Linked DNA regions of Mus musculus: region 1 is linked to region 2. A link is a contact called in public HiChIP or PLAC-seq data. All regions are on one chromosome and are shown on one strand. The core of a region is the stretch at or near the end of the contact, and the rest is flanking DNA. Distances in the headings are between cores, read along the strand shown.

Region 1 (4,369 bases), core at 1,480-3,979, 700 kb after region 2:
ATGCCGATCAAGAATTTTTCTGGAAAAGAGCCAATGAGATGAGATGGCTTAGTGGTTAGAGATGCTTGCTGCCAAGCTCCATGACCTGAGTTCAGTATCCAGGACCCACACGCTGGAAGGAGAGAACCAAATTCCTTTACATCATTCTCTGATCTCCAAGCTCGCACTATGTCCTTTGTGATACACACACACACACACACACACACACACACACACACACACACACTAATAAATATAATTTAAAAGTAAAATAAGCCGGGCGTGGTGGCGCACGCCTTTAATCCCAGCACTTGGGAGGCAGAGGCAGGCGGATTTCTGAGTTCGAGGCCAGCCTGGTCTACAGAGTGAGTTCCAGGACAGGCAGGACTACACAGAGAAACCCTGTCTCGAAAAACCAAAAAATAAAAAAAATAAATAAAATAAAATAACTAACTCTCTAGAAGAGAGCATTATTATGAAGCAGAAAGAGCCCTGACCTGGGAGCTGCTTAGTAGTAAACTGAGGCACCATAACTGTCACAACCTCAGTTTCATTTCTTTCTGGACTTCCATGACGGTTGGCTTATGGCCATGGAAGCCCCTCCTTTACTGTGAAGGGTCCTTTAAGTCAGAGGCGTAAGCAGAAGTTCCAGGGCCACTCTGCTGCTCTCACAGGAGTGACCCAAGGTCACAGAGCTCATAAACAGACCAAGGCTCTTGTGTCAGACTGTGACTGTGTCCTTCACTCTCCCTGGACCTGGCCTGACCTGACCTGACCGTCTTCCATCGTATAATGGCTGAGAAGTTGGTGGAGAGGCAGAGGTAGGAGAGAGGCTCATTCCTTCCAGCTCTGAAAAGTCTCCTAATCGGGGCGTGCTGGCCTCTGCAGCAGAAGTGTGTGCTGGGAGAAAGGCTCTTCTTGAGGAGGAACTGCCGTGTTCTGAGCAGAGGAAGCCCTTGATGGCCAGATGTTAAGCCAAAGCCCTGTGTCTGAACTGTCTTCTCTCTGTTGGATATGGCTTCTCCTTTCTCTTCTGGAGGAGGGAGAATCAAAATAGAGGAAATGGGGGTCCTGTCCAGCTCGCACACCCACACTTTGGTTATAGAGGAAGCCGGGGGTCCCTCCAGCTCCCACACCCACACTTTGGTAATAGAGGAAGCTGGGGGTCCTGTCCAGCTCCCACATCCATGCTTTGGTTATAGAGGAAGCCGGGGTCCCTCCAGCTCCCACACCCAAGCTTTGGTTATTACTCTGGCCGCCTTTCTCTTTCCTAAGATAAAGGGACTGACCATGCACATCGTAGCACCGTCTGTCCTCTTGGAAGGTTTGGATAAGGTTTGCAGCATGAAAATTATGACAGGTTAGCTGTGTCAGGTGTCTCTCATCTGTCATCTCTGTTCTCAGGAGGCTGAGGCAAGAAGGTTTCCACAAGTTTATGGCCCACCTGGGTCTCATAGTGAGTTGCAGGCCCTTCAGAGGTATAAAAGCAACACCTTGACTTATGAGCAGGGGTTTACTGGGAGGACAGCTCAGCTGGTAAAGTGCTTTCAGAGGACTCTAGTTCGGTCTCCAGAACCCACATAAAAAGAGCTGAGCATGGTGCATGCTTGTAACTCCAGAATTGGGGAGATGGAGACAGGTGAGGCTCAGTGTTAGTCAGCCTAGCCTACGTGTGAGGAGGGGACCTGGTGTGATTATCAAGGAGGAGGTGGAGGAAGAAGAGGAGGAGAGTGTCAGAGGAATAAACTTGAGGTTATGCTCTGGCCTGCACACACATGTACATGTGTGCCTATATACCACACACAGGTGAACATACACAGACACACACATACGGAAAAACAGAGAAAGAAAACTGTTCATGTAATGTCAGAAGACATTATAATTATTGGAAAGCGGTGGGAGGAGTTGGCGAGGGAGCTGTTCGAGCTGAGGGGCACCAGCTGAAGCAGACAGCCTCGCCCGGCTTTCCCTGTCTCCCCTGGGAACCGCGGATTAGTGCTTCGGTTTCAGAGCAGTGATGTATGTGGCAGCCTCACATCTGCTGAGGTCCCTCGGTGACTGCACTGGAAAATGATCTCCAGGTCTTCACTGAACACACCTGGCAGGGACAGCGAAGGAAGCACAGAGCGTGGGTCCTTGGTGGGTTGTCGAGAGCCAGGCAAGCCCACGTTTGGATGATTACCACTGAGCTCAGGGAAAATGGCGCCTACTGGCCACAGTGCCTCAGGATGGGCTGAGCTGAGCACAGACCCTGTGCCACATCACTGGCTGTGCTAGAAGAAAAAGCCTTTTAGAGACTTTTTCCACCACCACCCCGCAATTTTGCAGACAAAACCGAGGAGGTAGAGAAGCCTGTCTAGAGGCACAGTGCTAGTAACTAGTGCAGACAGGGAACGCAGACCACTCAGCTCTGAGACTCATAGCTTCCTGAAGAGCATTTCCTCAAGTGGCCTGGAAGAGAGCCACTCCTTCACTGGTAGTCCCATTCAGTGTTCCTGAGGAGCAGACACGATGGCCTCGGTCTCACTCATGACCCCCAAGTAGAGGAATCGCCTTCCTTTGTGCCAGGAAACAGCTGCAAGAGAAACTTTTAAATTAGGTTTGCTCTGGGGCTGTGATAAGCTAGAGGGAGTTTCTGGGGGGTGGGGGTGGGGGGGCGGGTGGCAAAGAGAAGCTAAAGAGATCTGTTAAGTATGAAGGTTGGAACAGGCTGGGAAGCCCAAGTGTGTTGTGTTGGCACCCTCTTCTGGCTAATAAGGGCAGAGCTGCTGAAAATGGTTCTTAGCTTTTTACCTTTTCATCTTCCTGAGCCACCCATGCCAAGGGAATCCTGTGTATCTAGTGGCCCTTGGGATAGTAACAGCTTCACCCTCCCACACACCCTTTGAAGGGGGGGCTCAAGGCTAACAAGATTGGTGTTTTTCTGTGCTAACTTTAGTGTCCTCTGACCTTAAGGCAGGAGGGAAGATCTTCGTTGCCACCTCCCCTGTCCCATCACCTCCTCCTGGTTCCTGGCAGCTAAGAGTGACAAGCGGAAGCTCTTGTCACACACTTCATTCTCAAGCTCAAGTCCTGGGGACTGAGGTGTGCTTAGCACCTTATTTTCGAGGTCTCTGCAGAAAGTCAACTAACTGGTTTAGCAAGTCAGTCCATAAATATCTGGCTACTTGCTATCAGGCCAGACCGAGATGCTGGCAGAGCAGAGGTAGAGGCAGAGACAGTCCCTGTATCCCCTGTGTGACACAGTAATTGCTAGCGTGAGTCCTGGATCCACTGCTCATGCGCCACGCTCACTTACCCAGGGACAGTCTCTGTGAGCCTCAGTTTCTGCACCTGCCAGGAGAGATCATCGTACAACCCCTTAAGGTCTCTGAGAAGAGTCAGGCATGCAACATAGCATGGCCAGTGAGTGGAGCTAAGTTTTTTGTTGTTGTTGTTTTGTTTTTTCGAGACAGGGTTTCTCTGTGTAGCCCTGGCTGTCTTGGAACTCACTCTGTAGACCAGGCTGGCCTTGAACTCAGAAATTGGCCTGCTTCTGCCTCCTAAGTGCTGGGATTAAAGGCATGCGCCACCACGCCTGGCTGGAGCTAAGTTTTAAAAGGTTGAGTCAGGGAGATACACAGTGAGGTGGCTGCAGTCTGGTGTGATAACAAATATAATGGGGGGGGGGGGCCAGAGACTATTAACATGGCTCCCTCCTGTGTCTCCTTTCCTGCAGGCTTACTTCTTTGATGCTCCAGAGATGGACCACCTCCCAGCAGCTATAACCACTCCCAACCAGACAGTAACAGCGGCCAAATCCAGCTAATGGGGAAAGCAGGTGGTGGCATTTCATCTCTCAGGGTATGTCACAAATAGGAAGGTACATCAGTTCTGCATTACCATCAGGGACCAAAGGCTAGACCCTGAGCTTGTAGACCCTGGGGTAGCGGGGGTGGGGGGGGAGTCCCTGCTCTGGTGATCACACCCACCTTCTCTATCCCCACTACACTGTCCAGTAGCACAGAAGGATTTCTTCCATATCCTAATTGTCTCAGTGATTTTTCTGCATTCTGTGACGTCTCCGACTGATCTCTGAAACCAGTGTTGTCCTCTCTTGAAGGACCCCTGGATTTCTCTGAAGGCTTCTGGATTTCTGTGCTTCATGTGCTCAGGGCCTTTGAAGTTATTCCTCTGTGAATGGTTAGCTGAGCGGGTTAGAGTGTGCAAGAGAGAGATCCAGTTTCATAACTTATTCCTTGCCTCCTGTTCTATGTTCTTAGTACCTTTTTTTGGCTGACAAGTTCTCATATAGCCCAGGCTAGCCTCCAATTCACCGTGTACCTGAGGATGACCCTGAACTTGAACTCTTGTACTTAGTTCATCCTCCTGCCTCTGGTTCCGCAGATGC
Region 2 (4,259 bases), core at 1,198-3,697:
TGACTCGTTGAGTCAATTTAACACCATGTAGCCTGCTGGTGAGAGACAAAAGCCAACAAGGTCTTCATTTGTTTTGAGCTACTCAGCTTTTGCCTCAATTCAGGAAGCAGAGAATGAATGAAGCTGGCCATTTGGGAAGTTCAGCTAGCCAAGGCCCCTCCCGCTATCTGTCTGCTTCCCAGGGCGTCTAGCTCCTACTCCTAGCTTGTTGAAGACAGGCGGTCAGATCTGGCTTATTGAGGTTTGGGGGACCTGGGTTCTGGCCCTTTATAATTCTGGTAACACCAGGAGTTGTGAGAAATAATGATGCAGCCCCACCACCTACCTGTCACCCCTGTCATCTCACTCTGCTCCAGGCCTCTGAGTGTCTGGTCCCTCTGCCTGCCAGACCCATTCTTCTCCCAGGTAAAGACAATTTCCTCAGTAAAGCTCCCACTCTCCTGGACTCCTACAGGGCTTCCCTGAACCCCAGTGTTGCTGCAGATCACAGGCTGTTCGGGAAGCTCCGGGGGAGCTGAGAGCAGTTTGTGTCACTGTCACAGTTGTCTGGTCTTGCCAAGGGGTACAGCACTCTTAAGGCAGTTTAGAAAGTGTGGTTGTTGTTGAATAGGCTAACTGGAAGGCAGCTCCTCCTCAGGGCCCTCTCCACTCTGTTTCAAGCCTGCAACATTCTCCCTCAGACAGCTACACGGTCTCCTTCTTCAGGTCTTTGCTAAAATGCCACACTCATGGTGGCTTTCCGTGGGCACCCTATGCACCATTCAGCTCCCTACCCCATTTTTGTTTTGTTTTGTTTTTTTAAGTTAAATTGTCTTCAGAACATTTAACACCCTCTGACCGGCAACTTACTTTTTCTTTCTATGGATTTTTTTGTGGTAATTTTTAAAAATTAATTTTATCAAAATCCGGTTTTGTCTTGGTTTCTGAGTCTTTACTGCCCCACTTCCCTACTGTCTGCTTTTTATTTATTTGTTTGTTTGTTTGTTTTTGTCAGCTTGACACAGCTAGGGTCATCTGGGAAGAGGAACCTCAGTTAGGAAACTGTCCCCATGAGGCTCCACTGCAGGCCAGTCTTCTTGATTAATGACCGACATGGGAGGGCCCAGTGCATTGTGGGAGGTGCCACCCTTGCACATGTGCTCCAGGGTTGTACAAGAAGGCCGGCTGAGCAAGCCATGAGGAACAAGCCAGTAAGCGGTATTTCTCAGTGGTGTTTGCTTCAATTCCTGTCTCCAGGTTCCTGTCCTGAGACTTGACTCCTCGCTACCCACCCCCACCCCAGGGATGGACGGTAACTCATAAGCTAAAACAAACCCTTTCCTCCCCAAGTTGCTTTTGGTTGTTATCTTTCTCACAGCCACTGAAAGCAGACTAAGACACTTGGTCGGCTGAAGTTTGACTGTGTCAGCTTACAGGCCATCACTTCTAACATGAATGTTGGGAGCTGTTTTCCCCATTCTCTGCTTCCCCACAGCTGCAGCAGTAGCGTGTACTATGTAATTATTCATAAACTATTTTGTGAGGGCTGGGGAGACAGCTCATCAGGTAAAGTGGGTGCCATGAAACATGAAGAGGGGGTTCAGAGCCTCAGTGTATAAGGTAGAGATGGATGAGAAACACCTATGAAAGCTTTGGGCCTTCACACACTAGTTCACACGTGTATATGTGTTCCTACACACATACAAACATACCACATAACACACTTATGTAAACCATGTACATATACATCTTGTAAATGAAGAAAAGACCCAGCCTCATTGTATGTGTGTGTGAGTTTGTGTGGGAGTGGAGGTGGGTATCCTCAGTGGTCAGAAGGTTTTGGAGTTCCCTGGAGCTGGCGTTTCAGTGATTGTGGGTGCTGAGAACCGAACACTGGTTCTCTGAAGCACAGCAGTGGTTGTTAACCAGCACAGCAACGAATGTTTCAAGTCGCATCTTCAAGACTCAGGGACACTCGCCTTTGAGAAGCCACATCCGTGCTCTCCAGTTCCCCTGGTGCTTTTAAGCCTAGTGCTTCAGCCTATATTAAAATGTCTTTATTAAACCCCATCTCTGCTTCATAAAATTTTTTAAAAAGACTTCCTTGGCTATTGTAATACAGGTGACCTTATGCAAGTGTTTCATAGTTTTAAACTCATTTAAATTGTGGCTTGTTCAATCATAGCGTAGATTTGAAACATAGCTATTGTCAATGAACCTGCTCTCCACATAGACCGGGCCTAGCAGTGGGCGGTAAAAACAGGACTCAAATCCTTTAAAGTAAGGTTTGATCATAGAGTTGAACCTTGCTAATTCCTAGAGGGCACTTCCGGAATCTTGGCGGGAGAGCGAGGCTCTTTGGTTTGCTTTCCGGAAAACCTCTCCAGCCTCTCTCCAGAGCGTGGGACCGGAGCATCCCGCCCCCTCCCGTGAGTGCGGCTTTCCGATTGGTGAGAAACACAGGGGGCGAGGCTCCGGCCATGTCGGCGCAGGCGCACTGGCTTTGCGTGACTGAAGAGCGCCCGACTCAGGTATTGAGTTGCTGCTGGTGAGCATCGGTGGCCGCTGGACTTGGAGGGTGGCTAGGAAGGGCCCAGCGAATCTAGGGACAGTTTCTGGGCACGCGCACCCACGATCTGGTGTCTGCTGTCTCGCGTGCATCCTCTCAGTCGCCACAGGCTATTGGATAGTCGTGTGCTCGGTTGCAGTTCACCTTTCCCCATCTCCACCCCCGCTGTTTGAGAGCAACACTTCCGCCCTAGTTATCCTTGCGTGGCCCTTACTTAGAGGCACAGAGTTCCTAAAAGGGCCCATTTTGGACCGGTCCCGGGGATGACCTGGTGGCTCAGCCGCCTTAGGGTTCTAAAGAGGAATGAAGTGACCGCAGTACGCTCACTCCTCGTAAAGGCCAAGATAGAGCAGGGGTTGGAAGTTTCATCGCTGTTGTATGCTGCGCTGACGTTGGTGGTATTTGGAGGCAAATTCCCGCAATCCAGAATGGCCATGGGCCTTTTGATGTCACCTGACACAAATCAGAGCCTATGACCCTATGATCCATCTCAGAGCCTATGAATTGGGCATCATAATACACAAACCTTTAGGGCACTAGGCATTGCAAGCACACTGTGTGCAGTTTTCCTGACTGGATCGTGTGTGTGTTCATGTACTGTGTACCTGAAATAGGGCGAAGGCAGGGAAAAGGCCTCTTACAGGTGAGATCTGCGGTACACTCGAAAGGCAGCAAGAAACTGTCATTACCAATGCCTGTGTTAAGTTGAAAGTGTAAGGAATGCAAGGAGGCCAGTAGAGACTGTTTTAACAGTCACGGATGATGGTATCTTGAACTGAGGTGCAGGCTGGTCAGGTGGAGCAGGCTGGGCCAGAGGACTAAAAACTGTGACAGTACTGTGGAGCAGAGTAGATGAGGGCAGGTTTCTGGTTTGGCCAGAGGGTGCTTTGCAGGGTGATACTCAGATCTGCAGGGGCACCATTGTCTGAAGAGATTCTGCCTCACTAAGTTTCAAATAGCGTGTACTATGTTCTCCAAAGATGGGAGAATATATAGGTCAGAAATTCAACAGTTTGGACAGTGAAGATGCAAACTGACCAGGAATGTGTGGTGGGTGAGAGGAGCAGTTAAAACAATATTGACTTTTTTGTTGCGGCAGATTTTCATTTCCTCCGATGTCCTGGAACTCAGATGTGCAAACCTAGCTGATTCTCTTACCTCTGGCTCCCAAGTGCTGGGATTACAAATATGCCTCAGCGCCTAGCAATACTGACTTAGTAGGGATCGAGACAAGGAATTGAAGAAAAAACAAACAAACAAAAACCAAAAAAAGCCTGCTCTTCGCTGTTGCCTGTGAGATTGCAATTGACTTGTTTCAGGGTCTCTCCCCAGTGTTCTGAAATAGTAACAATATCAAACATCCACCAGGCTCATGGCCTGTGCCAAAAACTGTTGTGAGAATTTTTTCTACCTTTAAAAAAATTCTCAACAGTAAATGTACAAGGCTGATCTGGTGGTTATATCATTTCATGATGAAACTCTAGCACACGGGTAGCTACAGATGTGGCAGGCTGCTGGAAGTGGCCAGTGGAAGTTGGTTTAGAGCCGACTGCCTTATCTAGAGCCTGCGCATAACTGGATGCTATCTCCACAACAGGCTGGTAACATTTTCATAATCAGAAGAATATGACTTTCTGTTGTTGCTGCTGCTATTGGTTTTTTGTCTGTTTTGTTTGTTTTTGTATTTTTTAAAAAAGGTCTCTCTACATAG

What was found. HiChIP or PLAC-seq counts read pairs in DNA pulled down with a chosen protein or histone mark.
Region 1: a contact with region 2 is called in an H3K4me3 HiChIP or PLAC-seq map of pro-B cells, with 6 times the contacts expected there. The contact joins the enhancer-like site here to the promoter of Pars2 in region 2. A contact is called at or near these places in 6 of 39 promoter capture datasets (the C10 cell line, the HPC-7 cell line, cranial neural crest and 3 more), 1 of 484 Hi-C or Micro-C datasets (cortical neurons) and 7 of 115 datasets of contacts at active chromatin or transcription factors (T-cell acute lymphoblastic leukemia, embryonic midbrain, embryonic stem cells and 4 more).

What each region holds. Positions count from the first base shown.
Region 1 is chr4:107,346,717-107,351,085 of GRCm38.p6, forward strand. Yipf1 (Yip1 domain family, member 1) reads left to right here. Exons shown (of 10, transcript NM_145550.3): 9 at 3,698-3,822. The coding sequence ends at 3,787. Among named protein-coding and RNA genes, the nearest start is that of Ndc1, 19 kb to the right of the region's middle. Within about 2 kb of position 2,730, at least 23 of the 459 cell types and tissues checked have an H3K27ac peak or open chromatin away from gene starts, as enhancers often do. A contact at or near this core is called in pro-B cells, where this site is marked.
Region 2 is chr4:106,648,622-106,652,880 of GRCm38.p6, forward strand. It overlaps Pars2 (prolyl-tRNA synthetase (mitochondrial)(putative)), which reads left to right and starts at 2,448. Exons shown (of 2, transcript NM_172272.2): 1 at 2,448-2,510.